3 separate regions of the Sus scrofa genome follow, and all the other regions are linked to region 3. Evidence: chromatin contacts called from public HiChIP or PLAC-seq and promoter capture Hi-C data. All regions are on one chromosome and are shown on one strand. Each heading gives the region's core, a stretch centred on a gene start, on an enhancer-like site or on the middle of the called end of the contact. The rest is flanking DNA. Distances are from core to core; before and after follow the strand shown.

Evidence for each region. Promoter capture Hi-C pulls out the DNA fragments that hold promoters and counts their contacts. HiChIP or PLAC-seq counts read pairs in DNA pulled down with a chosen protein or histone mark.
Region 1: an H3K27ac HiChIP or PLAC-seq map of alveolar macrophages shows a contact between it and region 3. The contact joins the promoter of RPS23 here to the promoter of ZCCHC9 in region 3. A contact is called at or near these places in 1 of 5 promoter capture datasets (liver), 2 of 47 Hi-C or Micro-C datasets (heart right ventricle and liver) and 2 of 2 datasets of contacts at active chromatin or transcription factors (alveolar macrophages and skeletal muscle).
Region 2: a contact with region 3 is called in a promoter capture Hi-C map of liver, with 6 times the contacts expected there. The contact joins the promoter of ATG10 here to the promoter of ZCCHC9 in region 3. A contact is called at or near these places in 2 of 5 promoter capture datasets (fetal liver and liver) and 2 of 2 datasets of contacts at active chromatin or transcription factors (alveolar macrophages and skeletal muscle).

What each region holds. Positions count from the first base shown.
Region 1 is chr2:90,679,162-90,682,084 of Sscrofa11.1, forward strand. RPS23 (ribosomal protein S23) reads right to left here and starts at 1,520. Exons shown (of 4, transcript NM_213764.1): 1 at 1,510-1,520; 2 at 908-1,067; 3 at 145-265; 4 at 1-28. The coding sequence starts at 1,513. It overlaps ATP6AP1L (V-type proton ATPase subunit S1-like protein), which reads left to right and starts at 1,821. Exons shown (of 11, transcript XR_002341797.1): 1 at 1,821-1,893.
Region 2 is chr2:90,435,702-90,438,552 of Sscrofa11.1, forward strand. It overlaps ATG10 (autophagy related 10), which reads left to right and starts at 1,326. Exons shown (of 5, transcript NM_001190281.1): 1 at 1,326-1,354. LOC110259416 (a long non-coding RNA gene) reads right to left here and starts at 1,013. Exons shown (of 4, transcript XR_002341795.1): 1 at 767-1,013.
Region 3 is chr2:89,838,518-89,841,346 of Sscrofa11.1, forward strand. ZCCHC9 (zinc finger CCHC-type containing 9) reads left to right here and starts at 1,495. Exons shown (of 7, transcript NM_001244220.1): 1 at 1,495-1,584.

The DNA of each region.
Region 1 (2,923 bases), core at 270-2,769, 840 kb after region 3:
ATCCAGCAACCAGAACTTCATCATTTTCCTGAAATAAAATCAACAGTTTACTTCAGGTAAAAGTGGCAATCACCAAACACACCCACTCCTATAAGCAACTGGGGGGAACCACCCCAGGAATAGAAGCTAACAGACAACACTCACCTCAATGAAGTTCAAACAACCATCATTGGGTACAAAGGCTGTAATTTTTTTCCCATTCTTGATTAGCTGAACCCTGACACACTTCCTGATGGCAGAATTTGGCTGTTTGGCTTCAACCCCTCTGAAACATAAACAGCATTAATGGAGTGAGCTGACTTTCTGAAAAGGCACATATTTTAATTCATTAAAAAAAAAAAACCCACAATATTCCTACCTTTTTGACCTAATTCTAAATTGCTAAATTTCCACCAAGCTTTTCTCAGTCTTAGTTTAATGAGACCAATGGGAGAAACTTCTGGCCTCTTTATAGCTGTAAAATATGAAGGAAGAACTAGAGCTATAAAGCCTGGATTCAGATCCTCACTGCCACTAAACTTGAGACACCCACAAAATTACAATTGCCATTTTATAAAATCAAAAAACAATTGAGTACTGGTAAATAGATGCAGCATACTCTACATTTGTTTTCTCAAGAGCAAAGACGTGATTGACTGCAAAGATGAAATAGTTGATGGGTGCGACTTTCTTAGAACAGTTTCCACACATATACGCTCTTTTAATGTCCATTATTTCATTACTGTTACTTTTTCCACTCCAATGCCACAATTCCTTCGAAACAATGTTAAAGTTTGGAAACCTCTGGAGGTTATTTAACTTTCCAACAACTGCGGCTACATAAAGACCAAGGGTTTACAGCCAACCTTAAGGGCATTTTTCTCGAGTTACCCTACTCAAATCCTGAAGGACGCAACAATGTACTTACACTTTTTCAAGCACAATTCCCTTGGCATGAGAAGCGCCTCCGAAAGGGTTGGCCTTCAGGGCTGTGCCCAAATGGGCTTTCTTGTACTGTTTATCGTGCCACTTCTGGTCCCGTCGGTGGCTACGGAGCTTCCTGGCAGTACGAAGACCGCGACACTTGCCTAAAAATCGAAATCACCTTAGTTCTGCACAATATACACCTAATCACATTTTACATCTTTTCAGATCCTAGTCTCACCTTGACTACAGACCGATAGACTCTGACATCACGCTCATGGCCCGAGCCTCAAGGTCCCCCTTGGACCAGGGACACAAGCGCTCCAACGGCTCTGCTTTCCCCAAAGAATGAGAACCCTCGGCAATTCTCAGGGGAAGCGGCGGCGGGCCCCCTGCGTCCCTCAGCGATTCTGGCTCCGCGGCCTCCGCGCCGCATGGGCCCGTTCCCGCCGGGCCATGTGCCAGCGGCAGTCGCGCTACCCCGGCTCTCATCATCGGTCGTCCCCGTGGCTCTCCCTCACCCCTCTGCTCCTATCTGCCCACTTGTCCTCCCGAAACCCTAAGTTCCACGTGCGGCCGCCCTCAGCACAGCCCCCGACAGCTCACCCATCCTGCCGGCGCCACGGGCCTGAGCAAAAGAGAGAAGTAAGACAGGAAGGAACCACAAACCCCCGCGATCAAGCCCCGCCCATCCGAGGACCCTGCGGCTGTCTGCGCAGAGCCTGGTCCGGTAGCCGCCTCTCGGTAGAAATCTACAAGCCTGCACCACTTTCCAGAATCTGCGTCTTATTTAATTTGTGTGCAATTCAGATGTATCCAATTTTCACCGTGGTTTATTTCTTTTTAACGAGAATGCGGCGGGCAGAAGGGACGAGGACTACCAATCCCAGAAGCCTTTGCCCAAGCCCTTCCCACAGCGCAGGCGCTCTGGGCAAACCCCCCCGCTGCAGGTTCAGTGGAGCTGAAGTCGGAAGAAGAAATCTTGCTCCTGTGTGTACGTGTGGTGGAGTGGGGCATTGTGTTTATGTTGTGTAAAATTAGACTTCGGAGCCTTAACTGCTACTGACAAGAAACACAGTACATTGAAAAAAACTTTAGTAAAGCAACATGCCGTACTGTATATAGACCCACGCTTTAATGCGAGATCGCGCCTTAAATTCCAAAGCTGCTACTTTGACTGTGCGACCTTGGGTGATTCATTTAATTCTTTAAACCCCAGTTTCTCCTGGAAAATTAAATAGATAAGTTTTCTGGGATGTTAGTTCATTTCATAATTACTTTTTAAAAATGTCTTCCCTGTTCTGGGCTCTGTTCTAGGCACTAGGGCTGCAACAGGGGATACAATTTTCGAGAGTGAAGGTTTCTGTTTTTATAAAAATCTATATTTTAGGTACGAGAAAGTAGAAAATAAAAGTATTTAAACGTCAAAAGATAATTTTAAGTATGACAAGCTCCTGAGAAAACACAGTTGGTTTGGTGTTAGTGACTTGGAGTGGGGGGTGGCTACTCTGGATAGGGTGGCGTTAGGAAGTATTTTGCTGTAGAGCGCTGAGATCTGTATTTAGTCACTTAATGATGGAACATGATGGCGGATAATGTGAGAAAAAGAATGTATATATGTGTGACTGGGTCACTTTGCTGTAGAGTAGAAAATTGACCGAACATTGTAATCCAGCTATAATGGAAAAAATACAAATATTTTTTTTTAAAAAGAAGGTGTCTCTGGAGAGTTTATATTTGAGCTGAGATCCTAAAGAGAGGGAGCCATTCAGACAAGCATATGGGTAAAGCCTTCCAAGAAGAGGTGTTCTCATAAGTAGCATGGGCTGAACTGAAGGATAGGGGTGGAGGAGCTGCATGAGGAGTAGTGTGGCATTAGATGAGGTCTGAGGGGTGCCTAGAGACATGGAGCCTGTAGACCATGGTAAACCATGTAGACCATGACTTTGTTTACTCATCCTGTGATTTTGAAAAGTTTGAAAACTTTGGAAAGTTTTCAGCTGGGGAGTAACAAGATAGG
Region 2 (2,851 bases), core at 76-2,575, 600 kb after region 3:
TCCCAGTTAGCAGTATCCTTTTTTAAATTGAGTTTTAAACTATTTCACCTGCAGTAAAATCTATTCTTTTTACAAGATTTGGCAAACAAAGATACAGAACAGTTCCATCATCTTCCCAAATTCCCTTTAGCCCCTTGTTAGTCATTCCCTTGCCGTGGTCACCACTGATCAGTGTTCTTTCACTTTTTAAGACCTTTTTATTTCGCAGTAATGATAGGCAAACAGGAAATTGCAAAAATAGTACAGAGTCCTGTGTACCCAATCACCTTTCTTCAACGGTGATATCTTACACAACCGTCGTGCAAGATCAAAACTATGCCCTGTATGTTTGAAGCAGGTTTTCCTTTCACTTCTTTGCCTGTGTTTACTCCTTTCTTTTCACACAAATTTAATTCCGTTGTGTTAAAAGGAGCAGATGCTTATTTTCCCTCAGATGTCTGCCGTTGCATTTTCAGTATTTCAGTTGGATTACCCTTGTTATTCCTACGCTTTTCTTGTCTTTCCTTTACCTTACCTTTCTCTCCAATTAATTCTGCTGCTAGATTTCCCTCCCCTTGCCCTGAGTTTGTGCCACAGACAGTACTACTGTCAATTTACGAATCCCTAACTTCCATCTCGGTCCTTAAGTTTTAAAAGGGGTCGTGCTTGTGCTTAATGTGTTTACAGTAGTTTTGCAGTGTGCGTTGTGAGAGCCGGCACGGTTCTCCAACCTCTCAGGAAGATTCTAGGGGCACGGAATTGTTCAGTTCCGTTGTTTTTGCCCTACCTTTCTCCACTGGTCATCCTTTTATTTTCCAGACATTTGGCTGTTCGTTGGAGGGGCGTGTGCAGAGGCTCTTGAAGCCGCCAGCACCGCCCTCCCCCAGACTTCAGCTACCTGCCCGCACCTCTCTTCACGAGCCGTCTTTGTGCTGTGCCGAGGAAACAGTCGCCGCCTGGCCCTTGGGTCCGCAAACTGCTGGGCGGGGCCTCGGGGGAGGCCGTCGCATACTTCAGGGAGGTCACGCCCCCTGGCCCCTGCCCAATGCACGCAGCTCACGACGTCAGCCGCCCGCGCGAGCTGTGTTTCAGGGTGCGCGGGATGTGCATTGCGCATGCTCTGAGTGGGTCGCCTTCGGTGATGGCGGCTAAGGGACGTGTAGGACCTGTTAGTGGTGGGCGTCCCAGCTGCTGGCTCTGCTCTTCTACCTCCGTCCTTTTGACCCCCCCAGGCCCATTACTCTTTTTTCTGGGACCGCTGACTGGGCCGTACCTCGCACAGCGTCAGGTCCTTCTCCCCGGTTCCCCTCCCCCAGCCCCGTCGCTCCGCCCCCGCTGGGCTGGGCGACCGGGGTCAGGGGCCGAGTGGAGCGGGGTGAGTATTTCCACAGGCTTTTGCTGCTCGCCTGTTCCCGGCTCTGTTTCCCTCACGGTCCTAACCCCATTCCTAGGATAGAGAGGAAAGACGGGTACGGGTGGGCGGGAAACAATCCAACTCTGAACAAAAGACCGAGGAAGCGGGGCTTCGGTCAGTGAAATGAAGGCCGGGTCGCGCTGGAGTTGCGGCGTGGGGGCGAGCCGCTAGTGCTGGTGTGACAGCGCTCCTGGGCAGCTATGGTCACCTTACCCTGACTTAGGTAGTTACAGTACTGTGTTTGAATCCTGTACCGGGATAGAGAGTTTTTGCCTCGAAACCTTGAAAGTGTATTAAGTTTCTGGCGATTCCAATGGTCAAGTCCCACTTAATTTGAAGTTTTAGGTTTATTAAGTAGCAGGAGTTTTTAATTCCAAATAACCTATCTACTCATAGTATCAGAAATCATGAAAGAGGGGGAAAGGGGGGCAGTTAACTTATTTATGAAAACAAACTTTTGTGATGAAAAGTTTTCACCATTGTGAAAATTATAAACATCTCATCTCTGAAAATGCAAAAGGATAGCTACATGTTGTTTCAAAGTCAAAATAGAGCCTTGTCTAACAGGCTTGCCTGAATCAAGTAATTATTAGAAGACTATACTTTTGCCTGACAGTATTGAGTAGGGCCCAGGCTTTGCAGTTACATTTTTCTGTCTAATGGAGATGCAATTTCTGACTGGGAGAAAAAAAAAATACTACTGAAGGTTGTAGTTTTATTACTCTATTTCCAAGATTTTTATAATTTTTACCATTCATCTTGCTCCTTCATTATGAGTTCAGTAAATTCTTGCCACAGGCTCACTTTGTATGAATCATGTTTATAGCTTTTCAAAAACTGTACTTGCCAATGACCTCCAGTCTTTAGTGGCAAAACCTCAGTTTATACTTTTCAGAATTGGAAAACATAGGCAGGCCCTTTGTAGTACTCAGTTACGTTATTAGGATCCCACATAGAAACCTTCCTTCTTGCTTTTGAAGGGTCAAATGTGGACAGGAAGAGACTTTTACAAAGTGAAAACTTGGCCAAAAAAATAAATGTTGAGTACTGAGAAATGCAAATTAGAGTCTTGCTATTACAAGGTTTGAAAATTGTTGGTAATTTAATTGAAACTAGTAGAAACAATTTTCCCTAGTTTTAAACTGGATTCACTGGGTATAGAATGTTAGAAGATAATGCTTTCAAGTTTCTGAGAAAGATAAGCAACGCCTTAGGAAAAACAAATAGGGTAAAGTTTATAAGTAGTTTTCTTAAGCCTGGGCTCAGTTTGATTATTTATGTTTGAAGCCTGAGTTCTCTTTGTGGCTTAGCAGAAACCAACCCGACTAGTACCCATGAGGATGCGGTTCTATCCCTGGCCTCACTCAGTGGGTTAGGATCCTGAGTTGTGGCTGTGGTGTGGACTGGGTATAAAAAAATTGGAAAGTAGGGAAATGGAGAATAAACACTACCTACAAG
Region 3 (2,829 bases), core at 245-2,744:
ATTACAAAATGCATTATGCAATTATAAATTTGAAAAACACCATAAGGAAATATAGACTGCTATGAGTGAGCACTAGGGATTGGCCCAGTTTGGGGAAAGGAGCTTTGGAAAGCTTACTTGAGAATTAAATGTTAAAAAATCCTTGAAGGGTGAGGAGATGTTAATTGGAAGAAAAATAGGAGGAGAAGCATACAAAGTGAACAGCATGCTTAAAGGTAGAGACAGAAAGATGCACGTGGCATTTGAGAAACTGAGGAGCAAAGAGTCCCATGCAGGGAGCTCAGGAAAAAGGGGGAGCTTGTGCAGGGTGAGGCTAGAGAAGTAGGCAGACACTTAACGTCTTGTTTATGAGTTTGAAGTTCTTCCTAAGAACGATGGGAAACTGGTGTTCCTCTTGTGGCTCAGTGGTAAGGAACCTGACTAGCATACATGAGGAGGTAGGTTTGGTCCCTGGCCTCCCTCAGTGGGTTAAGGATCTGGTATTGTGCTGTGGGGTAGGTTGCAGATGCAGCTTGGATCTGGCTTGGCTGTGATCCCCTAGCCTGGGAACTTCCATACTCTGCGGGTGCGGCCCTAAGAAGACAAAAACAAAACAAAAACAATGGGAAACTATGGAAAGGTTTAAATCAGGGGAGCAACAATCTGGTTTACATTTCAAAAGCTTGCCTTGCTAAGGCTTGGAAAATGAATTCGAGGGAGTGGAGCAAGAACAGATGCCCAGATCAGCCGCCAGTAATTCAGATAGGACATGATGAAAGTTGGAACAAGAGTAGTAGTATTAGTGATGAAGTAGACAGATACTTAAGAGGTAAAAATGGATCGACCATGGCAATGGGGATGGGAGCAGTTGCCCTGGTGAACTCAGTGGATGCCAATTTTTACAACAAGCAGGAATACTGGTGGTGGCTGTTGCGGGGAGGGGGCGTTGTTGAGCTAAAGAGTTGTTTGGGAGACTTGGGTTTCACTCTTAAAAAGAGAACATCTTTGGCTTCACGGGGTGTTATTTCAGGTTCATCCTTAACTAGCACTGCGCAGGCCTAAGCGGCTCCATCCTCCATCCAAGAGGGCGCCAAATGTCCTTTTCGGATTTCTATAACAATGATCCACTGCCACTGCGCTAATAGGTTTACTTTACCTCTGTTTGAAAAGATCTAACTCTCTCCCAACGCCAATTCCAAAGAAATGTTTGTTTTATTTTTCAAGTCCAGTACAAAGATCCCTTGTCAAGGAAAGCTCTTTCGGGCCTCCCTCACCCCACGAACCCTCCCACCCATCTCGCTCACTATGGTGTGCGTTCCACACAGCACAGATTGTGCACTCTTCATCTTTGCGCCTCCGCCTTCCAACACAGTGCTCTTCAAACACCCGGCGCTCTACATTTACCAATTAGCCACATTTACCGGCGCTGAGAAGTCAGCGCCGTTCAGGTGCACCTCCACCGGGGCCAGCCGATGGCCCGCCGGAAGTGACGCACCCTCAGGGCCCACGTACTTCCTCTACAGGGTGCCGCCTCCGCTGCCGCCGCGGCAGGGGTACGGGTTTCTCTGGCCGGCCAACTCAGCTGCCCTGGAGGATTCGTGCATGGTAAGAGGTTGCGCGCCGGGGAATGAGGTGGTACGGGCCCCTAGTTTGTTTCTGAGGACCCGGCGGAAGGGCGGAGGGACTGGCGGCTAGGTCCCTAAGGGCCCCCAGGCGCCAGTTGGGGCCGGGGCACCCGGCTCCCCGACCGGCCTAGGGTGTCGGCGCCGGGACCGGCTTCAGCTGTAGGGAGCTGGCCGCTTGGCCGGCGTGTCCAACCCCTGTGGGGCCATTCGGGCGAACGGTGTCAAGCGACCGGGTCCTCGGAGCTTCCCCTTCCCAGATGCTCAGGGAAAGGAGAAACCATCTCCTCTTGAACAGTTCCTGTCCCTACTGTGACAGACACAGGATCTGCAGCGACGAGTGTGCGTGCGTGGTGTGAAGTGGCGTGCCGCGCACGGCCCACGCCTGCTTATTGGCTCCGCCCCACAGCTCTTGTGGCAGCAGCTGATGTTTTAACACTGGTTGGTGCACAGGATACTGCCCTAGAAGGGAGGCGGCTTCATAATGGAAAATGATTGGAAACAACCAGGCTGGACGTAGCTTACACTCTGGAGGAAGATCTAGTATTATCACGTGACTGCAAACACTTTTATGTATTTTACTTCTCAGTCTGCCGCAGAGTTGTAATGACAAACATCACGTCAAAGGAGAGGATTTGTGCAGGCTTACCACTTTACTATGCAAATTGCTTGCAATGAAATGGCAGACCCAGCGAGAAGATTGAAAGAAAGTAGACTTTCGACTTAGAGATAGGAAAAATAAACAGCTGGGAAAACTGCAGAATTGGGGGAAAGTAACTTCATTTACTGTATGATTTAATTTTGAAAATAATGTAGTTTCTTATGAATTGTTTTCCAATAGGAAGCAAGTATTTATATCCCTGTTTTTGTTGTTTGTTGTTTTACTGGTCTGATAGCTGTGGCAAGGGCTAGATTTATATTACAGGCATATTTCCCCAGTGTGTTACATAATTAAACATGTAGATATCTAAATGAAATAAGTGACTTAATAATTAAAACTTTGGGAGGTCCTGTCGTGGCTCAGCGGAAATGAATCCCACTAGGAACCAGGAGGTTGCCGGTTTGATCCCTGGCCTCATCAGTGGGTTAACGTATGAGCTGTGGTGAAGGTCGCAGATGCGGTAGGATCTGGCCTGGCTGTGGCGTAGGCTGGCTGGACCCCTAGCCTGGGAACCTCCATATGTGGTGGGTGCGACCCTAGAAAGCAAAAAATAAAAAAATAAATAAA